Linked DNA regions of Sus scrofa: region 2 is linked to region 1. Evidence: chromatin contacts called from public HiChIP or PLAC-seq data. All regions are on one chromosome and are shown on one strand. The core of a region is the stretch at or near the end of the contact, and the rest is flanking DNA. Distances in the headings are between cores, read along the strand shown.

Evidence for each region. HiChIP or PLAC-seq counts read pairs in DNA pulled down with a chosen protein or histone mark.
Region 2: a contact with region 1 is called in an H3K27ac HiChIP or PLAC-seq map of alveolar macrophages. The contact joins two enhancer-like sites. A contact is called at or near these places in 3 of 5 promoter capture datasets (fetal skeletal muscle, liver and skeletal muscle), 11 of 47 Hi-C or Micro-C datasets (alveolar macrophages, embryonic fibroblasts, epiblast stem cells and 5 more) and 2 of 2 datasets of contacts at active chromatin or transcription factors (alveolar macrophages and skeletal muscle).

Annotation. Positions count from the first base shown.
Region 1 is chr13:73,695,580-73,699,621 of Sscrofa11.1, reverse strand. It overlaps DNAJC13 (dnaJ homolog subfamily C member 13), which reads right to left. Exons shown (of 57, transcript XM_021069457.1): 53 at 3,316-3,495; 54 at 2,861-3,001; 55 at 851-994. Among named protein-coding and RNA genes, the nearest start is that of ACKR4, 76 kb to the left of the region's middle. Within about 2 kb of position 1,786, at least 1 of the 83 cell types and tissues checked has an H3K27ac peak or open chromatin away from gene starts, as enhancers often do. A contact at or near this core is called in alveolar macrophages, where this site is marked.
Region 2 is chr13:73,811,314-73,815,355 of Sscrofa11.1, reverse strand. All of the region lies in intron 5 of ACAD11 (acyl-CoA dehydrogenase family member 11), which reads left to right. Among named protein-coding and RNA genes, the nearest start is that of UBA5, 18 kb to the left of the region's middle. Within about 2 kb of position 2,000, at least 2 of the 83 cell types and tissues checked have an H3K27ac peak or open chromatin away from gene starts, as enhancers often do. A contact at or near this core is called in alveolar macrophages, where this site is marked.

The DNA of each region.
Region 1 (4,042 bases), core at 537-3,036:
CATATCGTATGATTCCATTGATGTGAAATGTCCAGACGAGGTCAATTTATAGAAGACAGAGTGAACTGCCAGAAGCTGAGGGGAGGAAAAAATGGGGAATAATTGCTTAATTTGTACAGAAGTTGTTTAGAAATTGGATAAGGTGGTGGTTACACAATACAGTTAATGCCAAATAACAACTGGTATACTAAAAACCAATAACTTGTTTGATTTAAAGTGATTAATTTTATGTTATGTAAATTTCACTTCGAGTTAAAAGAGAGAGCATTAATACATAGGGCTACACAATAAAACTGAATGAAGACTCCTCAGAAGCAACATTAATAAAATCAATGAGGAAAATTACTGAACTGGTTTGAACTCAGCATATGCATGCTGCTGACACATTAATAGATATTTAAGTCACAACAAAAAGGAAACCAACAATTCCTAAATGTTAAGAAAGAAAGGAGATGAAACTAAAATGATGTTCTGTATCTTTTAAAATGGTATTATGGGATGGTTAATGAATGTGGTTATCACTATTCCATAAGAACTCTGAGAACTGGACGTTAATCTTAACCAGCACTAATGCTCAATATTCTTCTGTGCTGAAGAAATGTTCAACATGCTATCACTATCCAGAAAAAGAATCCTCCTGGGTGGCAATCTGAGTATATACGGTTTGTGTTTTATGAGGTAGCTATGCTAGTGCATCCCTGGTCTGGGGCTCTGCTCCAGTTAAGGTCAGGAACCACGTCTGTAAGTGGAACATGAGTTGTGGTGCATGGATCACCAATAGCCAAGACCTTTGGCTCTGAGAGTACCTTGTTATAATTGGCAGATCAAAGTTACCTCTGTGCAGACTCACCTGTTCTCCATGCTGCAGGCTTCGAGTCATTGCCTTGAGAGCTTTAACAATCTGAGCCTTTGTGGCTGCTGGGCTGTCCAGATTTTCAAGGCCAATGCCTTCAAGTAATTTTAAGAGGTATGGGACCAAATCTGCTTTCAGGGCCTAGAAAAGAATATTAAGTATATGTATGTCTACGTGTGTGTGTGTGTGTGTGCATATATACACATTTTGCATACACTTTAAGAAATGTAAGCCATCCACTGAAGAAATAATTTCACCCCAGGCCCGTACCTAGAAGAGGACACTCTGCTTTATTTTATTTTAATGCCACATGCAGATTTTTTGGCGGGAGAGGCAGTATTTAACGGTAACGACATTTTCATTTAATGAGGTTTTATTCTGTTTCATCAACTATTCTACATGCTACATACACTGATTATTTTACTTAGTCCTCCCAACACCAAATGATGTAGGCACAATTATCACCAATGGGAAAATCAGTGCATGGCGGGTAAAACGTGCTGATGGTCACAAAGTTGGGCAGTATTGGATCTGTATCTGGACCTGAGCTTTTAGCCAGTATACTGATCCGCCTCCTCTAATGACATATACTGATAGGCAACAGCATTTGAAGCATATTAGTATTTTTTTCACATCTTAAAACATCAACCTTGACATCCACCATACACTTTGTATCACTCACATAAAAGCTAAGTAATACTCTGGTGCCATGCAATTTTCACTGCCTGCTCTGAAATCCAAAGGGAAGAGGTGGAAGTAACTAACATTTAGTAAATGTACCTCTTTTTACAGATATTATTCTCATAACAACCCTGTGAGGAGTCGTAACTTTATTTTACAGATGAGGAATCTGAGCACTGCAGGGTTAAATACCATGCCTTAGGTCACAGAGCCATCAAGTGGTAGAACTAGCTCATGTTCTTTCCAATACAATAACCCTCTTGGCCAACTCTAAGTCTGAACCTCAGAGCATCCAATTTTCTCCTTGAAATGTACCCAGTACTCCTAACCTGCCTGAATGAGGAAGAGGGGTGGAAATAGGGGTGGGGGGCGGAGAAAAGATGAGAAAGGAAAAGAGGCTAGGAAACAGGAGGGCCAGATAATAAAGATGTAAGGCCTTGTACCCAGGCTAAGGAGGTCAGATGTCACTTTGTCATCTGGCAGTAAGGGGAAACAATGAGGGATTTGTAAGAGGAAGAATGGGTTATATTTAAAAGTTGTATTTTAGAAAGATCATTTTTGCAATGGCTTTTACATGTGTTGTATGTTCTTTGTTCCCTTGGTGTCTGCTACTTTACATTGGCACCCACCAAGTCTCCTTTTCATGAGGTCAGTACTTTCTTTGAAAAGGACTACAAAAACCTTGGCATGTTTCTTAAACATGACTTTAAAAACAAAGGAATGAACAAATAGAACGAATCTTTCCAAAAAGGATAAAGCAAATTTTATAAAGCAAGCTAGGGATAAAAGCTTAGTAAATAACCAAAATTTAAATTTCAAACATCAGGAGTTTCCATCATGTCTCAGTGCATAAGGAACCCAACTAGGATCCATGAGGATACAGGTTCAATCCCTGGCCTCGCTCAGTGGGTCTGGGATCCAGTGTTGCCATGAGCTGTAGCATAGGTCACAGACGTGGCTGTGATCTGATGTTGCTGTGGCTGTGGTATATGGGGGGCAGCTGTAGTTCCAATTGGACCCCTAGCCTGGGAACCTCCATATACCTCGGGTGCAGCCCTAAAAAGCAAAATAAATAAATAAATAAATAAAATAAAATAAATAAATAAATTTCATACATCACAAAATTACTCTGACACTGGCTGGCCCACCTTCTCGGTGTGCTCCTGTACATGTGTGTGTATAAAATATAAAAATATGTATGCACAAACTCACAAGTTATCTCTGTGCCAAATTGCTGAACCTAAGAGAAGTCAAAATCAGTGCTAAAGAAGTGAAAATCTGTTTGGTATGTTGCTTCTTAAAATAGAAATCTAGAAAGTCACTTACTTGTGCTACTAATTCATTCTGCTCCTTCTGAAACATTCGATTAATTGCTTCACAGGCTAGACCAACAGTATCTGGTCGCTTTTTCATTCCATTCATCAGTGGGCCAATGGTCTCCAAAGATGCCATGGCTCGAACACACAGCTAAGTGCCCCAAAGAGAAGGTTACTTGTAGACCAGCAATATTTTATACAACACAGCAAATACCACAATAACAAGATATATGAAAAACCCACATTCATTTTAATTTTAATAATGAACCAAGTCAAATTCAGTCTCCTTAATATGGTTAATACCATATCATTTAAACCAGTTTAAGAATCATTACAATACCACATGGCACATGTGGATTAAGGCAAATGGTAGAAAGGGGATTTGTACTGCAACGTACAATAGTCAGAAAGAGAGAGCACAGATAAATTCCAAAGCTATAAGCTACTAAATGGATTTATCAATACCTCATTTTCAGACAGGGCATGAATAACTCGAATGGCACTCTTAGGAATGGCGTTGTTCCTATGATTCATTGCCTGGATAACTTTGGGAAGATGGCCCAATGGTGGGACCTGATCAGCCAGCTGAGGCTGTGCATTGAAAAGACACACTGTTGCCATTGTCAAAGTTTCCAGAGTTTCTCCCTGGAGGGTGTAAAGACAAAAAAACTATAAAACACTCATAAAGTCCTAAACATCCTTGATAATGTTTGCTGTTCAAAACTAAGGACCCACGAATTTTAAGTGTTGGTACTTGAAAATTGATTCATAAATCCTAAAAGAACAGCAAATTTTCCCATCTCAATAAAAAGCATGGATTTAAAGGACTTCAAGAATGAAATACCTTAATCTAAGCAGACTTTCACTGGGCATTTCTATTTCACATCTCATTTCTATTGCAGAAAGAGATTTCTAATAAGAGACCATCTCTCAAAAAATATTACTAGAAATTATTAGATAATGTGATAGAAATGGCAGTACCAGAGAACATCAATAATTCAGAACTAATGAAATGTTTTCCCCACTTATATTAAAAATCCTACTAATTAACATGTCTGGGTTCCATAAACACTTTCTATAATGGATAATGGATTGCAAAGACTTCTAACTTATAGCATTATATGCAGACATACATATCCAGAACATAACATGTCTTGAATAAATATGGGAACTGGGATGCACAAAAAGAGAA
Region 2 (4,042 bases), core at 751-3,250, 120 kb before region 1:
AGTGTTCTTTATGTGTTCTATAACCATAGTACTTTCCATTCATTACTTAAGCAAAGAAGGAAAAATTCAAACCTAAATCTCCTTAGTCATGTGTTGTCTACCAAAACATTTAAATTTTAAGATGAGTGATAATATACTGAAAATAATGGCAGAATGCAGTAAGTTCCAAATAGTTATTCCCTTTTTATATTTAATCTCATGTTAGAAAGCCATTTCTTACAGGATGAAAGTTCCCAAACAGGAATCATCTTCATTAAATTCTGTGGTGGCAATGCTGATTTGTATCACTATCTTTTGTTTTAGGGTTACATAGTGGCTAGTAAAATGTCTTCTACTTTAAACCTGGTAATCCCATAATTACTAGTTAAATCAAATTTAATCAATTTCTGTCTCATATAAATATCATAGATAATTTTTATGGAAATAACATATGGTTGGCAGACTATAAGTCAACTAGCGTTTATTCATTACCAACTATGTGCTCTAAAACATGGGGTTAGTCAGCTCTTGAGGAACTCAAAATACAGATAGAAAAGACACTGAGGTAACAGCAGAGAACAGTATGTACCCAAGCGCTAAAGCATATCATACAGAGTAAACTACAAAAGCCATCAAAGAGGGCAAAGATACCCACTGTGGACTGGCATTTAAGAGCTATGAAACTTTAGAATTTATTCTAGTCAGTAGTTTTATCTTTTCCACCCTTTTTTTAAAAAATTCATAAGTAAGAAAGAAGTTAAACCATATTTCTTTTTTCATGAAGTCACTTTGCAAATTGGAAAATCAGTCCCTAGATTATACCAAATTGAGTGTATGTGCTCAACTGTATATATTCCTAGGGATATGATTGAAAGTATCCTATTTTTCCTTTGAGGGTAAGGATTATGTCTTTAATTAATTTTTTTCTTACCTTGTCTCTAGAATCTACATTGTTGATGCTCAATAAATAAGGACCGTCTGTATACTAAGAGCTCCTAGAAAGCAATAAATATATCTTACTTATGAAGCAAGTGGTTACATGTTTCTGAATGAAACTATGTTAAAAGAATTGATTTTAATTAATCACTATTTCCATCTCATTTACTTAGTTTTTATTCTCTAGCAGTATAACCTTAAAGCAAATTATTTAACCCCTCTCTGTGCCTCACTTTTTATTTTAACTTTTTATTTGGAAATCATTAATGACTCACAGGAAGTTGTAAAAATAGTACTGAGGGACCTGTGTATCCATTATCCAGATACCCCAAATAGATCTCACGCAACTATAGTATATTGTCAAAGCCAGGAAATTGATGTTGTCTGCCTTCTGAATTGGGAAAAAAAATTTCAGGGTACAAAGATGCTAAAATGAAGTAATTGACGTGGAGCAACTAGCCGGGTACGTGCCACAGCTGGTACTCAATTTATTTTAATTTTCTTCTCTTCCATTCTTTTACCCTCTATTTTTTATATCCTACTTTTCTAAAATTGCCTGTCAAGCTCTATTCTTTACAAAAAATCAGGGTAAAAGTAAATCTTTTTTTTTTTTTTTGGCCATATCCACAGCAAATGTAAATTCCTGGGCCAGGGATCAAACCTAAGCCACAGCAGTGACAATGCTGGATCCTTAACACACTGCATCATAAGAGAACTCTTAAATCTTTTCTTTTTAGTAAATATGTACTAAAGCTCAAACAGTGGCTATGGGGGATGAAATTATAAGTTATACATTTCTGTAATGTTTAAAGTTTGAGGTTTTCCTATTGTTTTTTTCCCCCTAACAGCTGCATGTTTTATTTTGGTAAATACAAACAATTAAGAAAGGAAACAAAAACAGTTTTAAATGATAAACTGTCTAGGAACGTGTGTGGTAAACCAATAAGGAATTACTAAAGGGAATAACAAAACTAAAGCGTATTGCTCAATTTCATAATCCCTAGTTATTTTCTAATTACTGATATGTAAAGTATTCAAAGCATGTTTGAGGAAGTGTTTCAGTAGTACAACATGCTTACTGTAATGTTAAAAAGAAATTCAGGGAGTTCCCGTTGTAGCTCAGCAGTAACGAACCCAACTAGTATCCATGAGGCTGAGGGTTTGATCTCTAGCCCTGTTCAGTGGGTTAAGGTTCTGGCATTGCTAAGGCTGTGGTGTAGGCCAGCAGCTGTAGCACTGATTCAGCTCCTAGGCTGGGAACTTCCACATGCCACAAGTATGGCCCTAAAAAAAAAAAAAAGAAAGGAATCCAGTTTTCCTGAAAAGTGTCATTAATTTTTTAAATACAAATGTTATCCATCTAGCAGAGAAATGTTTAAGATTTTGGAATTTAATGTGCATATTTCCATTTCAACTTGAAATATAAATATATTTAATTAGGAACAGGTAAACCCATAGATAATCCTCTGTATTCATTAATTTGTAGTCAGATACATTTAAGATAAATATAAGTACACTGGTTCTTCTGAAGTCATCTGCCTTGCAGCCATTTATATTATGGGAAAAAAAAGATTTGATAGACAAAACGAAACTTGTATTTTGGTGGAGTTCCCTAGTAGTCTAGAGGTTAGGACTCAACGCTTCCATTGCTGTGGCCCAGGTTCAGTCCCTGGTCTGGTAACTAAGATCCCAGATCATGCCAGGGTCAAAGCGGGAAAAAAAATCTTGTATTTTAGATGGATTTTTTTTCTTTTTAATTCCCCCATTATTTCTAAGATGTCAGTGTAGTTGGAGAAAAGCTTAGTTATAAAATTTAATTTCATTGTTAGAAAAGACATGGGAATTGGGTTTTTTCCAATCTTTTTATTTACAGATGTTTTAAGATACTGTTTATATGCTCTTTGTTCATAAAGCCATGTTTTGAACTCAGGCCTACAGACTTCCCATGCAGTATAATTTATTCCACACTGTACTGCTTCTTATCTATACTGAAATCAGTCAACTTCAGTAATCTAGAAATTGAAATCCTTGTTTTTGACCATGCCCTCACTACCTTCTATTTCTTTTATTTCTTTTCGTCTTTTTTTTTTTTTTTTTTTTTTTTAGGGCCTTACTCACGACATATGGACGTTCCCAGGCTAGGGGTCACATCGGAGCTGCTCTCCGAGCCATGCCTGTGACCTACACCACAGCTCGCGGCAGTGCTGGATCTTTAGCCCACTGAGGCCAGGGATCGAACCTGCATCCTCATGGATACTAGTCAGATTCTTTTCCTCTGAGCAACGACGGGAATTCTTGCTTCTTTTATTTCTTTATGCCTTACCTGAGATGCTACAAATTTGATTACCCTTAACTTTAGAATCCATGAACCCCTTATAACTTCCTTTGCCTTCTCATCCTACCTGGCCCATGTGGACATGATCAGTCAGTTCAAAAACTACCTTCCTAAGAGAGTGAATTAATAATATTTTGACTATGGATGTGTGTGTAAGTAATGTAAGAGTTATAAAATTTCCTGAACTTAGGTTACTTGTTACTCCAGAATCTTCTCACCTCTTGACTTTCTATTTACTCTCCAACTCTAATCTTGGGTCATCATATTTTTGCTACAGAATAAGGTCAAAAAGTCAGGTAATAGGGTCAGGGACATATTTATGCGACATAATTTCATCTAGGCTATAACTTCATTTCTTTGTAAAATCTGACTGAGTAGCATTCCATTGCAGATAGATAGATAGATAGATAGATAGATAGGTAGGTAGATAATCACATCTCCTTTATCCATTCATCTATTGATGGACATTTAGGCTGCTTCCATATCTTGGCTATTGTAAATAATGCTGCTATGAACATTAGATGCGTATTATCATTTTGAATTAGTGTTTTCATGTTTTTACAATATATACCCAGGAGTGGAATTGCTGGATCATGGGATAGTCTTATTTTTAGTTTTTTGAGAAACCTCCTTACTGTTGTCCACATTGGTTGCACCAGTTTGCATTCCCACCAAAAATATACAAGGGTTCCCTTTTTTTCCACATCTTCACTGCATTCGCTATTTGTATTCTTTTGTTTTTTTTGTTTTTTTTGTCTTTTGCCATTTCTTGGGCAGCTCCTGCAGCATATG